Linked DNA regions of Sus scrofa: region 1 is linked to region 2. The links are chromatin contacts, called in public HiChIP or PLAC-seq maps. All regions are on one chromosome and are shown on one strand. The core of a region is the stretch at or near the end of the contact, and the rest is flanking DNA. Distances in the headings are between cores, read along the strand shown. Region 1 holds the start of DLL4 (delta like canonical Notch ligand 4). Region 2 overlaps INO80 (DNA helicase INO80).

Evidence for each region. HiChIP or PLAC-seq counts read pairs in DNA pulled down with a chosen protein or histone mark.
Region 1: an H3K27ac HiChIP or PLAC-seq map of skeletal muscle shows a contact between it and region 2. The contact joins the promoter of DLL4 here to the enhancer-like site in region 2. A contact is called at or near these places in 1 of 5 promoter capture datasets (liver), 15 of 47 Hi-C or Micro-C datasets (embryonic fibroblasts, fetal skeletal muscle, heart right ventricle and 6 more) and 2 of 2 datasets of contacts at active chromatin or transcription factors (alveolar macrophages and skeletal muscle).

Annotation. Positions count from the first base shown.
Region 1 is chr1:130,384,493-130,387,803 of Sscrofa11.1, forward strand. DLL4 (delta like canonical Notch ligand 4) reads right to left here and starts at 1,919. Exons shown (of 11, transcript NM_001244418.1): 1 at 1,544-1,919; 2 at 1,163-1,432; 3 at 628-685. The coding sequence starts at 1,609.
Region 2 is chr1:130,335,636-130,338,974 of Sscrofa11.1, forward strand. It overlaps INO80 (DNA helicase INO80), which reads left to right. Exons shown (of 36, transcript XM_003121588.5): 33 at 1,540-1,695; 34 at 2,015-2,174. Among named protein-coding and RNA genes, the nearest start is that of CHAC1, 26 kb to the right of the region's middle. Within about 2 kb of position 1,951, at least 3 of the 83 cell types and tissues checked have an H3K27ac peak or open chromatin away from gene starts, as enhancers often do. A contact at or near this core is called in skeletal muscle, where this site is marked.

The DNA of each region.
Region 1 (3,311 bases), core at 669-3,168, 49 kb after region 2:
CTGTGCATGCATGTGCAGAGGGCCTGATACCATTCAAAAAGGGGACAATAGAAGGATGTTAAGCTATCCAGTGTTCTGGAGGCAGATAGGCAAGGGAAAGAGGAAAAGAGGTCAAAATGGGGTGGGGGGAGAAAAAGAAAAGCTCTCCAGGCCTTTGAGGACTCTGGGAGCAAGGGGTCCTCTGGTGCCCATTCAGGGGTTCTGCCCTCAGAGATGGGTACTGCTTTTCTTTTTCCTTTTCAAAGTGAGGATTGTTGTGCTGCTGAAATATCCTTTTCCTCTGTGTCAGAACAACATCCCAAAGCCATTATTCCCTTTCCAAAGGAGCGGAATTCGCGAAAGGTGTAAAATACAGGAAGGGGCCCGTCAGCGGCGCTGGCAGCTTCGGCCTTTCTCACCGCCGTGCTCCCCGCGTTCCCACGCCAAAAATAACCCGCAGGAAACGCAATTGTGCTCAGAGTCCAGGCAGCGGGCGGAATCTGAGCGTCCAGCGCGGGGCGCAGCTCCCGGCCAAGCTAAGCGTCCTGCCCCCCACCCTCCACCCCGCACTTCCCCCGCCTATTTCAGATTAACTCTTTCGGCGCTGCGCCGTGTCGCCCCCCTGTGGCCGCGGAGCGAGCTACTCACCTGGTCGCAGGTCGTCTCCTGGCGCGTGCCAAGCTTCGATGATGAGTGAGAAAGTACCCTGGGAACGGAAAGGAGGGGGCGGGGGAAGACAGAAAGAAAGCAAGTTGAACAGGGGGTGGTGGGAGTGCCTTGTTGCAGCCGGTTTAATTAATCTAATTGCAGGATACAGTTACTGTACCCGAGTCAACATAACGGGCTCATCATCCCGCGCAAGCAGGGAAGGGGAAAGAACCCCGGGTAGGAGGAGGGTTGAGGGATGGGGGAATGTACGTGAGACTCATTCGAAGGTAGAGGACCCGCTGGGGTGGTAGGTGATGAAAATCGTATTTCAAGAGCTAGGGGAACAGAGGGCGCAGAACAGGGAAGAGAGAGACGAGTGAGAGCCTACTAGAGGGTGAGGTCCCAGGCATCGAAAGAAAGGATCCTAAGAGAGCGCCCCACTTTTTTGGAAGGGAGTGAGGAAATCTAGGGAGAGGGCTTTAATCTCAGGGAGATCCCTTCTCTCGGCCTCCCAGTGAGCCCAGACTGTGCTCACCGGCCAGGTGAAATTGAAGGGCAGTTGAAGAGGGTTGCGTCCGCCGCCGCTACTGTCGTCCCCGACGGCGAAGGAATTGGTGCCCAGCACAGGCGTGGAGACGCTGCCGAAGGTGCAGGGCCCGGGCGAGACGACCGCCTGAAAGTGCTTAAGGCAGACGCGGAAGAAGGTCCGGCAACCGGGTTCGCACCGCCGCCCGCTGGCTAGTACGCCGCGCTCGTTGGCAAACTCCTGCAGCTGCAGCTGGAAGACGCCGGAGCCGGCCGCGCGCTATTGCACAGGGACGGAGGGAAGGAGGAAGGAGAGCGGTCAGGTCGGCGGACGCCAGGGGCTGTAGCCCGCGGCGCGGTGGGAAGGGGCGGAGGGGGCGCGGGACGTTACCTGCTGCCAAAGTGCCACTAGCAGCAGTAGCGCCCAGCCAGAGGGGCTACGGGACGCAGCTGCCATTCCCCGGGGCGTCGCTCTCTCCACCCGCCGACCGTGAAGCTTTCCCGCGCGTCCAACCGCCGGAGGGGTCCCTGAAAAGCCAGGCTCCACTCGGGGCTTTCCTCACGCCTCGCTTTCTCGCTAACTCCGCTCCAACTGCCGCGGTAGGTAATCCAGGTGAGGACGACCGGGCGGCGACCGCTCTGAGGACGTGTCCTCGGGCTAATCCTGGGGCTGTAAGCAGACGAGGGCCCGGGTATACTGCACTGAGGCGGCTTGAACTGCGGCTCTTGGCCTCGCGTTCCCAGTCTGCGCTCAGCGCCGCTACTGAAACCTGCGCGTTCGGGAGCTTTCCTTATATATATTGGCTCCTCTCTTAACCCGCCTGTCACTCAGACTCGTGGTCACTCTCCCCTCCCCTCGAGCCTCTAGCTGCTACAGCCCCAGCGCCGCCCGGAGGGGGCCTCCGCCCCCGCCTTCCCCCCTCCCCGTCAGCCAGTCAGGCACAGGTCCCCGCCCCTCCGTGCAGCTCTCAGCCCCTGGATCCCCCAGCTCAGCGCTTGTCGAAGAAACCAATTCTCCACAACTGGGGGTTACAAGCCGCGACCCCGGCTGTGCGAGGATAGGGGGAGGGCCGAGAGGAATGGGGCGGGAGGTGAGCGAGTGTTTCCCGGATGGCTGTGGGGGCGGAGACATTGGGGAGTCCCCGTGGGTGGTGTGTCCGCAGCCGGCATTAGTTACCTGCAGCACTAGAGCAGGTAAAAAGAACTTAAGCTCAGAAAGCGAAACTAGTGCTAAAGAATTCCAATCTCCACCTTCCCCAAGCTTCGGGAGCCCTGGCGTCGCCCGGCCGCAACCTGTGAGCGTCCACCCACCACGCCCCCTCCCCTGTACAGCAGGGAAGCTAGCGGAGGCATTATCCTTTCAGTGGCCACTCGGGGCAAGGCGAAGAGCCAAGCGTCTAAGACTCAGGGGCTCGGCCCTCCACCTGGTTGGCTTCTCCCACTCCGGTTGCGCGGGGGTAGGGGGCGTCCAGAGCGTGCCTCCTTCCTTCTGCCTGCCCCTTCTGCCTCCCGCCTGGGCTCTGTGCGTGCCAGTCCCCAGACGCACAGTCCCGGTGCAGGGGATAGGAGGCGTGGTCCGGGAATAAGGGGGGCGCGTCCTCAGCTGTATGGTAATAAGGGTCTGGCCCCGCCTCCAAGCGCCTCCCCTCACCTAGGTTTAGCTTCAGCTTCAGCTCCAGCGCCCACCTTCTCCCTCCACCCCAGCTGCCCCAAGCCCCCGACCGCCCGCGTCCTGTCGCTCCTTTGAGGCAGGGAGGAACTCCCCTGGCTCCTGAGTTGGCTGAAGCCACTAGCGAGTCAACGTGAGAGGCTAAGTCTGGGCAGACCCGGGTCCTCTCCTCATACGGCGAAATGTAGGGTGGAACTGGAAGCGCGGGGACTCGTTTAAGTTTCAGGCAGTTTCACCGTCTTGCCTTCGCAGCTCCCTCGGGTGGCCCCACTTCTCAGAGCGGCGGCAACGCAGCTGCTTTCCCGGAACCGGCGTGATCCCCGGAGGCTTTAGACTGGGGAGAGCCGGCTTCTACTAGTGTCGGGGGTGCCGGAGAGTTCTCTCTGCGACGCTGAGGGTGGCGGGGGCTCTGTGGCTTCAGCTGTCAGCCCGCCCGCACAGCGATGGCTGTCGTCCGGCGATAAGATCAGCGCAGGGGCGGGGGGAGCAG
Region 2 (3,339 bases), core at 701-3,200:
AGGATGTAGTTTCCCCTACATTTCTCCCTATCTTGCTGTGTCTACCAAAGTATTAGGTCAGTAATCCTTATCCCTGGTCTTTACTGACATGTAAATCAAAAATGAGATTTTCAGGACTTATTCTTGTTTCAAGAGTCAGCCCATTAGTTCTCAGTAGATTGCCAAACTTATTATGCCTAAAGACTGTTGATTTGAAATCATTTTATTACCTTCCAGAAAGTGACTCCTAACTTTTTCTGGTGGGTTTGGCCTACCTTTGGGTTGTGCTGAGCCTCAGGCATTGCCATAGCTCTGGGCCCTCAAGTCTGAACGTTGTCTTTGTGTCATTTCCCAACTCTTCTGTTTGTCTGAAGCATGTTATCTGGTTACCTGTTAAAGCTGGTTCTGTTTTAGGTGGAGGTCAGCTTCTTCCCCTTATCCCAGCTTGTGTAGGGCCTTGTGTCCCTTGGGTCACGTGGCCTTAATAGTCAGCAGCCTATATATGTTTATCTTCCTGTAGATACACCAGCTCTTCCGATTGTAAAATTCACACCCCCAACTGTGCCTTCTGCTAAGCAGAGCTATTTCTAGCTTGAAGGATGCCCCTGGTACTTACTGTATTGACAGAGTTGAAAAATCTCAGGAATGGAGGCTCATGTTCCTCCTAGTCTGGGCTGCCATTTCTATCCATTTCCTCAGGTTCTCTTTTATGACTCTACTTGTAAATCTCCAACCATTGCTTACTACTATTCAGAAACAGTATCAAAGAAGAAAAGGTAGTATTCTCATACAGGACGTTGTAGGGCCTAGTGAGTTTGCAGCAGGTGCCATCCCTACTCTCAACATAGAAGTTGTAGAAATTCCCAGTGATGATATAAACTACGCAATGACATACCATATTCACCCTAATATAGGTCTAGATACAAATGTAGTTATGTGCAGTGGGTAGCTGTGAGGCCCAGAATTTTCCAAGCACATCTGTGATTCCACATCTCTAATCTGTGACAGAGCCCTACTGAACTTGGCTCTAGAACTGTTTCAGTGTAGCTCAGTAACTCAGCCCTTAAGCATCTGCATGTAAATTAAGGAAATAATGACAAAAGCCACCTCAGTATTCCTTGTATGTGAGAAGAACCTTCATTCTCCTTAAGCATATTTAAAAAGAAGGCAGAGTAAAAACAGATGTGTGGAGGGATGCACTGGCCCTCCCTCTTGTGAGATTGCATCAGTTCAGCCCCTGCTAAGTGCTGCTGCTTGGACATGCTGGAAGCTGAAGGTGCACCTCTCTCCGCAAGGACTAGTTTTGGCACAGCTCCAGTTCAGTGTGACTGGCCTTTCCACTTTCTATTATTGTGGTAGACTATGTATAGACTCTTACTAAGCCATCCCTTTCCTCCTTCCTTAGGAATCTTTTTTCGTAATATGCTAATTGGATAAAATGAAACCTAGAAGTTTTTTACAAAGAGTCAAATTTCTGTCATCGCTTTCTTCTCCAACCCCACTTTCCCTTGGTGCCTATCCTCATGCTTTCCCTGTATTTTTTGATTTGTGTGTTACCAGAAGAAAAAGGAAGATGAATTGGATGGGAAAAGGAGAAAGGAGGGCATAAACCTGGTGATCCCTTTTGTCCCCTCGGCTGATAACTCCAACCTCTCTGCAGACGGGGACGACTCCTTCATTAGCGTGGACTCGGCCATGCCCAGCCCTTTCAGTGAGGTGAGGCTCCTTTTAGATGCCTTCATTGCAGCAGTGGGGACTCTGTCCTGACCTGGTAGCCTCTGCTTTTCCTGAAATTCTCCTGCCTCCCAGGAGGGGGTTACACGTGGACTACAGCTGCTGTAGTCCATAAGGAGAAAAGCAAATGAGATCAGGCTGGCTTCTCTGGAACCAAAGCAGGAGGTTTGACTCTCAGGAGTGAAGCCAGGCAGGAGAGGGAAATGGTGGTGAAACCTGAGACGCACACCCACACACAGGCACGAGGGCTGTGGGCGCTGGGCACTAGGAGCAGTGGTGACCATGATGCTTCTTCCTCTAGATCTCCATCAGCAGTGAGCTGCACACTGGCTCCATTCCACCCGATGAGAGCAGCAGTGACATGCTGGTCATTGTGGATGACCCAGCCTCCTCAGCCCCTCAGTCTCGAGCCACCAACTCTCCTGCTTCCATAACAGGCTCTGTCTCAGACACTGTGAATGGTAAGTGATGCTGCTAGCCTATGCAACCTGGGTGAGGTACTGATTCCTGCTAGGATAATGGCGTTTTCAACTTTCTTTAAAAAGGAATGGAGTAGGAGTTCCTTTTGTGGGGCAGTGGAAACGAATCTGACTAGGAACCATGAGGTTGTGGGTTCGATCCCTGGCCTCGCTCAGTGGGTTAAAGATCTGGCATTGCTGTAAGCTGTGGTATAGGCCAGCAGCTGTAGCTCTGATTCGACTCCAAGCCTGGGAACCTCCATGTGCTGTGGGTGCGGCCTAAAAAGCCAAAAAAAAAAAAAAAAAAAAAAAAAGGAATGGAGTAAAGCAAAAAGGATTTGTAGATAGAACTAGAGACTCTCATACCACATAAACCCAGAAAGAGAAAGACAAATACCATATGATATCACTTATAAGTGGATTCTAAAATATGGCACAGATGAACCTATCTACAGAACAGAATCAGACTCATGGACATGGAGAACAGACTTGTGGTTGCCAAGGGAGAAGGGTCGGGAGTGGGGCGGACTGGGAGTTTGGGGTTAGTAGATCCAAACTATCCCATGTGGAGGGGGTAAGCAATGAGATTCTGCTGTATAGCACAGGGAGATATATCTAATCACTTGTGATGGAACATGTGAAAGATAATATGAGAAAAAGAAAGTATGTGTGTGTGTATAAATGACTGGGTCACTTTGCCATACAGCAGCAATTGACAGAGCATTGTAAATCAACCATAATTAAAAAAAAGAATTTGTAGCCTCATTTTCTCTTAGCCCATTCAAGGGAAAGGGAGAAGGAAAAGGAAAAGGTTTAGGGAAAGCGAAGTAAGAATTTCATAAAGATTTCAAACTTCTTTATTTTCTAGTCATCCCTGTCTTTCCTATTTCACTCTTACTTTGCTAGTTTTTAATTAAAGTGAGGGATTCTGTGGGACCCAGTGTTGCTGCTGTTTCTCAAGGAGTTCTAGGTTTAAAATTTGGGAGTAAAAGTTGACTGAGTAAGGAGGACATTGGAATGTGCAGGTGAATACAGACAGCAGGTCCCTGGGTTCATTTAGTAATAATCTGGTTTAAAGAAGAAATTCAGGAGTCACAGAACCACTCTTGTAGAATGAAAAGCAGCTTGAGGTGTTGGCTCTTTTAGCTGTTTACAGTTCTTACTAATT